Linked DNA regions of Gasterosteus aculeatus: region 2 is linked to region 1. A link is a contact called in public Hi-C data. All regions are on one chromosome and are shown on one strand. Each heading gives the region's core, a stretch centred on a gene start, on an enhancer-like site or on the middle of the called end of the contact. The rest is flanking DNA. Distances are from core to core; before and after follow the strand shown. Region 1 overlaps znf385a (zinc finger protein 385A). Region 2 holds the start of znf385a (zinc finger protein 385A).

Region 1 (4,039 bases), core at 613-3,112:
GTCGTATCTAGCGAGGACCTAGTGTCACAAACTGAAGCGTTGCTGTCCTCCGCCGCTGAGGGTGGCATTGTACGCGGCCAGCGAAGGCCGATGGAAGCAGCTGCCCTGCTGATGTTACATCACTGTCTTTGTTTTTGAGGTGCATAGAATGAGTGGAACCAGTTGAGCCGTGATGACGGGAGAAAACAAACCTGGCCTAATTATCCAACACTAATTGTGGTTTAATGTTCCTAGGAAGATGTGCATGTGTGTGTGTGTGTGTGTGTGGGGGGGTGGGGGGGTGTACAGGGAAGTTCAATGCATAATGAAGCCTCGGCTCCTTCCATATGTGGATGATTACGAAGTCTTTGAAATGGAGGGTCAGGTAAAGGGAGGAAAGATGTCTACTACTTTCTGGTGCTCCTTTCCCTTGCATTTCTTTCAGTTCAGTATTTAAATGGTTGGATTTTACACCCCTTTAACAATTCCTCGTAGTTGATCATGTTTGTATCTTCACAGTGTGCTTTTAGAGTGACTGCTCCTGACCGGCCGAGGTCAGAGGGTGATGTGTCAGTAAGGGGAGAAAAGGATTGGCCCGTGGGTGGTGCGCATGGGCCCGGGGGCGGGTCTCAGAATGGCGTGGCTGAGATGAGGGCCTTGCAATAGGTGATGGTGCGGGTGGTGGGGTAGGTGCGGTAGGTGCGGGTGGTGTCCAGGAGCTGCCGCCGCCGCCGCCGCACGGAGAGCCATCTGATTTGAGGAAGCTGCAGCGGCCATCGCTGCGGCGACGGCCAAGGGGTTGTGCAGGAGCCTTGCACCCAGCGCTTTGGTAAGATCCTTGGAGAAGCTCAGTGAAGACTGCAAACCGAAGGGGGGTCAAAAGACAAGAGAATGAAAGAAAGAGAGAGAGAGATACATGAAATGATTGGTTTCCAGATGAAAGAACACGTGGTGGGAAAACATAGTCCAGATGTATCATACATCCTAATGCAATCCCGATTCAATTCAGTCCGTTCAATTGAGTCCGTATTCAACAGGGAGACTTACCGTAAGATCAGCTCCCCGGTTCTTCTTGTGTCGGCTGAGTAGGGGGTTGGGTTTGCCCGCCATGCCGTCCCGGTGCCTTCGACTTGATATGTGCTAAAAGACAGGAACAAGACTTATTGTAATTTTCCCAACGAAATAATATGCCATATCTAACAGCCTATTATTTTGACCCTGGGTTTTACATTGTGACAAGGTACAAAGTATAATTTCTTGCTGTTACCTGTTTGAGTTGCAGTTCAGAGTTGACCCGTACATTGCAGATCTCACAGTGGAAGGTTCGTTCCTGAGTGTTGGGGTCCACCGGCCCCCCTCCCTGCTCTCCGATGGGCTTGGGGCCCAGGCGAGGATACGCCTTGATGGGGCCCAGCCCGCTCCGCGCTTCCAGGATAGTTTTGTGTTTGGTACCTGCAGACCGACACACGGGGGGGAAAACAAAAAGGTCAGGAACGGCACAGGCCCGAGATGAAATTACATAATTAGAAGCTAATACAATATAATTAAATAATACAGTGGAGATGCATCATCATTTATGCCAAATGAGCCATGCCTCTGCTACCCTTCTAATATCGAATTAATCCCGACAGCCTTTTTTCTGTAACTAATCAAAGTGATCGAGGAACAATGACAGTGACAAATAGAAGGGCATTATAGAAGAAAAGATTTGTAACACTGGCTTAATTCTCCAATAATTGACCACATGCATCATATCGCTGTGTGAGGTTGTAGTGGTATGTGTCTACCACTAGAGGGCTGCACACAAACAGCTGTGCAGTGGGAAGATAAAACTTCTCCAATGTTTATATTCCAGTAAAACGGTGGATCATGTTTGATCAGGCGAGCGGTTTGCACTGTACTGAAGTGTATTACCACTTGTGCCAACATCAATAAAGGCTCTGGACTACTGAACCCTCTGTCATTTAGACTGTAAATGTTTAAATATGGAAAGTTATTAAGAGAAGCGCGTCTGTCTAGTCTGAGGTTAGATTTGATGTCAGACATTTACCGCCCTGGTCCCATGATGAAATAGACATTTCTATTCACTAGATACTGTCTCCTGGCAATACCAAGTACTACAGTTACATGTGACCTGAGACATTGTAACGTCAGAATCCACCCAATGCCTGCTATTAGTCCAGACAGGATTCTAACCTTCTGTTTTTTATTTCAGCAATTAAAAAAATACATTTAGTCAGATCTTCAATAAAAGAGGTCCAATTGCCCGTAAAAAGGAAATTACAAGAGATTCCAAACTAATGCATGTTTCATACGTTGTTGTTTCATAACATGAGGAATGTCTTTATGCAGTGTTTTCTTAATTAGAAAAAAACAATCACACATTTTGCTTTTGGCTAAAAATAATTAGCTATGCCCCCCGATCGACCCCGATGACGCAGCAAAGCCCCCCACCGTCTTTGAGTCACTCTCCCTCTGAACAGAGTTAACGTTACACAAGAGAGGGAAATGGTCAGACGTGGAGACTGGGGGGCTCCGCTGGGGGGAGCGGGAGGCTGGAATGACAGATTTCGCTCTCGGCCAGGAAATGTGCTCTTAAGCTCTCTGTTTGTGCCTTTGTTCTATTTTAGTCTGAAACTAGATGGCCCGTGGAGTTTGTCTTCGTGTGGTTGACTCATTGTGTAGAACGCCGAGCATACAAGGCGCATTTGAACAGGCAATGGCTTTTTTTTTGTGATTTCTGCTGTTCATTATCACACAAAAGGCCACGCATGCTGCCCAAGTCTGCATGACATATGCTTTGATAATTGAACCCCGCTAACATGCATAGTTTTCATTTTCAGAATCAGTGAGGGTGATCGTTTCCAGATTGCTTACTTTGTTTCTACTCAATTTGGCATTCAGGCATTACATTTGGGAGCTGTGGCCCCCGGGTGACGTTAGACTGGTGTCTGGTTATACTTACATATGTAACATGCTGGAAGACCAATGTACAGTAACACACACGTATTGTTGCGCTGTTAGACTGATACTAATCAGTGATAAAGCACAAAAGCATTAGTTTATTCAACCATAAAAGGTTGATTTGTGTAATTTTCACCCAAGCTTAGGAGGTATTTGTTGGCTGCGTTCTTGTCTGTCTGAGCTGGCTGCACCAGAACATAACTCAAAGCAAAGCGCACACGGTTACAGACAGTAGTTTCTCTCATGTTTTAGGAGAGTGTATCCGTGTTGAACAGTGGAGGTCAGCGGACACAAACTGTGCTTACAGGAACACCGGCTCATAATTGATAAAAGCAGGCGGCGAGGCCCTCAGGGGCCTGTTGGGTGTGAAAGTTGTCTGACTGAATGTTGAAGCTGGGATTGTGCGGAGCTAAGCAACAAAACTGATTTTTTTTCTTGTTTTCTCCTTCCTTTGTCAAGAGAACTCTTCAGACTATGGAGAATAGTTTTTATATAAAAGACTAATCATGACCGAGTGAGGCACTCTCTCATGCGTTATTTTAACGAGTTTCTTCTCCTACATTGATCAGTTTGGTGTTGTCTGTGAGTCCAATAATGTATCAAATTAACAAATATTAATTAATTTAATATATTCAAGTTGCCACAGTGATCTTTCGTTGTAAAATACCTTGTTAATTCCACACATTTTCATTGCCAGTGACTTTCTGCAACGTGCAATCGGACGAACCCACCTTTGTTGTGGGCCTCCAGCTGTGACAAGGAGTTAACCGCCACCTTGCACAGTGAACAGTACAGCAGCTTCTTGGCCTTGTCCTCCTCTGTCTCCGGGTTGGACGCGCTGGAAGCAGCGATGCCGCCGGCTCCTGGAACAGGGGGTCCAGACCCCGGCTGCTCTGAGGGGGCACTGCCAGGGCCGCAGCCTGGGGAGGATGAAACGGCGGGGTTCAGGAGGGGCATGGGGCCGGGCAGGAGCGGGCACGCCAAGGGCATGGGGGAGTCCACGGGCGGGGTGGGTGGGGTGGTGAGAGCGGGGAGGGGCCCCGGGGCCAGCAGGGCCACGTTTAATTGCGACAGGGGTTGTGTTTCGTCTGCAAAA
Region 2 (3,701 bases), core at 519-3,018, 45 kb after region 1:
GGCCGGGACTTTCCAGAAAATTGAGTTCATCCTTTCTCTTCTTTTCCAGTTTGTTTGCAGGGTGGTATGAAAATGATTTCTGTTGGTACAGACCCCTTTGGTCATATATCATGCTTTGGGTGTCTCCTGGCACCGTGGTGGTGAATTTAGAGGCTGCCTATGAATGTCAAAGGTGAGGGGGTGAGGCAAGCCCCGGGTACCAGCATACTTGCACGTCCCTCATAACGTGGCAAAGCATTTAAAAAGCTACCAGACTATAAATTAAAGCGTATTAGACCATGAAATCTTAGTGCACGTTAAAGGAACCACCACTCAATATCTACACAATAATGAGCATGTTGTGCCCCACAGTCTGTTTAATAGCTTCATTAAGCACAGCACACACAACGAGCCCGCTTAGTAGGAACCAAAGGACTTCTGCATTCCCCTTTGAGTTGAGCATATCAGTTTAGCGGCGAGGGATACTCCTCTCACATCAGGTGTGGACATGTGCATGAAATGTTTCCAGCTACACGCATCTAATAGTTCAAACAAGGGTATCAGACACTAACGGCGTTATTTTAATAACTCAGTAGCCGCTAAACAGCATATTTACGTTTGAGTCTCTCCATCGCAGAATGAGCTGAATGTCTTGATTGCGAAAAATAATATTAAAATAAGTTGCAGCCATTTTGATTTATGTTCTTAACAACGTGCCTTTTGATGAGTGTGCACGCAGGTGGGTGCGACTGCCTTGTGAATCCACGCCTGCCTGCAGAGATGAAGAATGTCGATGTTGACTGCCACAATCTCACACGTCCATGACGCTTTTACACCAGCAACAGGACAGGACGTCTTTCTTTCCAGCCACACTCGGATCACACGTTGGCGCCACGACGGCGGTTCGAACTCGTTGGAACGTCGCTGCAATGGTTAAATAAAAGTGTCGCCTCAACTTGCCTAAATGCTTTTGACTGACACATTCTTAGTTGTTTTTACATGTCGTGTGTGTATTTTCAGAGGATATAAAATAATGATCCTCTCTGTTGTTCCTTCACACTTGTTTTTTGGGGGGAACAAACTACAAATTGAGCACGCATACAGGCCGGTTAGGACCAGCCTCGCCCTAATGCGGGACGCTCAGTCTGTGTGGGGGCAGCAGAGGACGGGTGGAGCTGTCAGCTCCACCCGGGGACTTTTCATATTTCCAAGTCAACGATTGAGACTTGGTGGGAAGATGAATTCCTCACATTAACACAATTGTCACATCCGTCATTGAAACAACTGTAATCTTTTGTGCTGCATCCCAACCTTTTAACCCCCCCCAAAAATCCACACAATAATCAAGTCAATGAAGCTTCTTATACATTAATGGTATAAAAAATGTATTTTTCCCCACCGAGACAGTAACAGACGCAGACAGACATTAAAGCATCGGACGTTTTTCTTACCTGTGCTCCACATTGCACCTCCAGTCCTCCTGCAGCTCCTTATTAAGAGTGTCAGATCTCCTATCCAGGCCCACCGAGAGCTACTCTTTCCTCTGTGAAATCCCTTCCAGCATAAAACTGGTTAGGTGGAATAAAAATATCAAGAAGGATCCTCAACTGTTTCGAAAAGATTCCGAGAGCTGTGTGTGCAAACCGCTTAGCCCAGCGGCTGGCAATGTAAAGGACATGTGGAAATAGCGACTGCAAACACTTCTATCACCTTCCCTCCACCTCTCGACATCTCATCTCCTCCCTCCCCCTCTTTCACTCTCGGCCCCGCGTGAAAACAAAACTTGGGTCAAGAAGCTAATCGTGGGAGGCCTTAATAAGTGAGGACCGTTGTGTCAGAGGTAAGGAACGGAAGAGGCAGTAACAGGGAAGAAGTAAACGTCATCAAAAGCACGAGTAGCAAAAGTGAGATGCAGTTAACAGAGAAATATCCACGGAGGAATTGTTGCATAACACATGACACAAATTACCCAACAGCTGCAAAATTGTCACAAAGGACCATCCAGACAGGGAAAGCATCAAGGACAAATGCAAAACCTTGGTGTGGCTATTGCTGCTGAAGCTCTCAACTATACAAACGTTTCGCTGAACAACGTTTGGGAATGAAAGAGGACAAACTGGTCAACTTTACACTAATGGTGCAGCATTGTGGAGAGAAAAAGCAAAAAATACAAAGCAAGCAAGATTTTGGTAACACACACGTGATTAAATTCAGAGCTGGATGTTATTCTGCAGTAGGTGGCCACACTAGACACTATCCACCTGCAGCTACAGTAATTGTATTGTCCAACTTAGTACAGGCCTACTGCTGAATGAGATACTTACACAGCATCACGGTAAAGAGTAAAAAGTGACACACTCTCACCCTAAGCAGGCACACTGCAGCTCAGCTCTCTGCAGGCACTCTGCCGGAAGATAAGGTTAGAAGGGGAAAAGGACATCAGTTTACGGTTGTAAGCACATTTCGGCACCAAGTGGCCTGAGGGGTAGTGTTACATACACACACTGCTCACCAGGACGGTCCCGTCTCTCACAGGCTTGTAAAGTTTAAAACAGCAAACCATTAAATTCCACAAATGTTTATGTCTATGTTTACATCCTATAAAAATCCGCAGCTGACTGCAATCCCAGCCCGGAAGTGAATAAGAATATACAATAAGAATGCTTCATCGTGTAAATTGTATGATTATTAGAAAACATACGTACCGGACAGAGTCCCGCCCACTTTTTTTCCAATCAGTCGAGACCGATAACACCTGTGAAGCGTCCGCGCGCCGCCAGCACGTGTTCACATCGGCGACCACGGTGAACCGAGTCGAGCCTGTTTCCAGCGAAGGTTATGGCCAGCGTCGATGTTCTGTCCGCCAGGTTTGCGACTTATGACAAAATGTACATGCACGAAGCACGTGAACAGAGCTTTGCAGACTGGCCGTTCAGGGAGGAGTGTAACTGCACACCTGAGAAGGTAAGGAGTGGTTGTAAATTATAATAATTGTTGTAAATTATTATGAATATAAGCTTTCAGAAACAACGTGATGGATCATTTAAATTTACCTCATAAAACTACTAGCAACAAAATATCCCACTACAAGTACTGCTCTGATTTAGCGAGCTAATAAACTGTTGGGAAGCTGAATCCATGAAAATACTGGAAAAATATAAGTAGCCTACAATGTTGGCTCGCAAAATCTTAGTGTAAAGTAGCATGCAAATAAGCTTTAAGAAAAGTACATTGAAATTTTCCTGAAGTAACGTTTCAATGGTTGAGTAAATGTACCTTGTTTCCTTCTACCTCTGGACACTAACTACAGGGCCAACAGGAGGTCACACTGGGTTAAACGTAAGGGATTTTCCCTCTCAACAGCTCTTTAACATTCAAAATAAGGAAAACATGACAATAACTTTGTTTTAACTTGGTACATGACTACGGCTGCTGAAAATAATTGATTTAGCTGAACCATGTTTACACTTAAAGCTGCGTAACCTCGTGCCACGGCCTTTCGTCCAAGGCTGTCACAGTTTATGATAAACCGTTAAGCAGGTGTCCACAACTGACCCTTCGCTTTCCCCACCCTTGTCATGACGGATGAGCTGCTGACACCCCACTTGATGAGCAACATTATATGCCATGTTACCGGCTCCTAACCCCCGACCCCAGAGCCAAAAGGAGATCATCTGCTGCTGCTTCTGTTGTCACTGACCCTATAATCTCCCTCCAGCTTT

The links. A called contact is a pair of places that touch in the nucleus more often than the background predicts.
Region 2: a Hi-C map of skeletal muscle shows a contact between it and region 1, with 3 times the contacts expected there. The contact joins the promoter of znf385a here to the enhancer-like site in region 1. A contact is called at or near these places in 3 of 6 Hi-C or Micro-C datasets (skeletal muscle and whole body).

Annotation. Positions count from the first base shown.
Region 1 is chr2:10,850,224-10,854,262 of fGasAcu3.hap1.1, forward strand. It overlaps znf385a (zinc finger protein 385A), which reads right to left. Exons shown (of 8, transcript XM_040192935.2): 5 at 3,675-4,031; 6 at 1,247-1,431; 7 at 1,027-1,119; 8 at 1-837. The coding sequence ends at 550. Among protein-coding and RNA genes, the nearest start is that of tac3a, 17 kb to the left of the region's middle. Within about 2 kb of position 1,863, at least 1 of the 9 cell types and tissues checked has open chromatin away from gene starts, as enhancers often do.
Region 2 is chr2:10,895,122-10,898,822 of fGasAcu3.hap1.1, forward strand. znf385a (zinc finger protein 385A) reads right to left here and starts at 1,769. Exons shown (of 8, transcript XM_040192935.2): 1 at 1,431-1,769. The coding sequence starts at 1,443. birc5b (baculoviral IAP repeat containing 5b) reads left to right here and starts at 2,609. Exons shown (of 4, transcript XM_040192984.2): 1 at 2,609-2,943. The coding sequence starts at 2,818.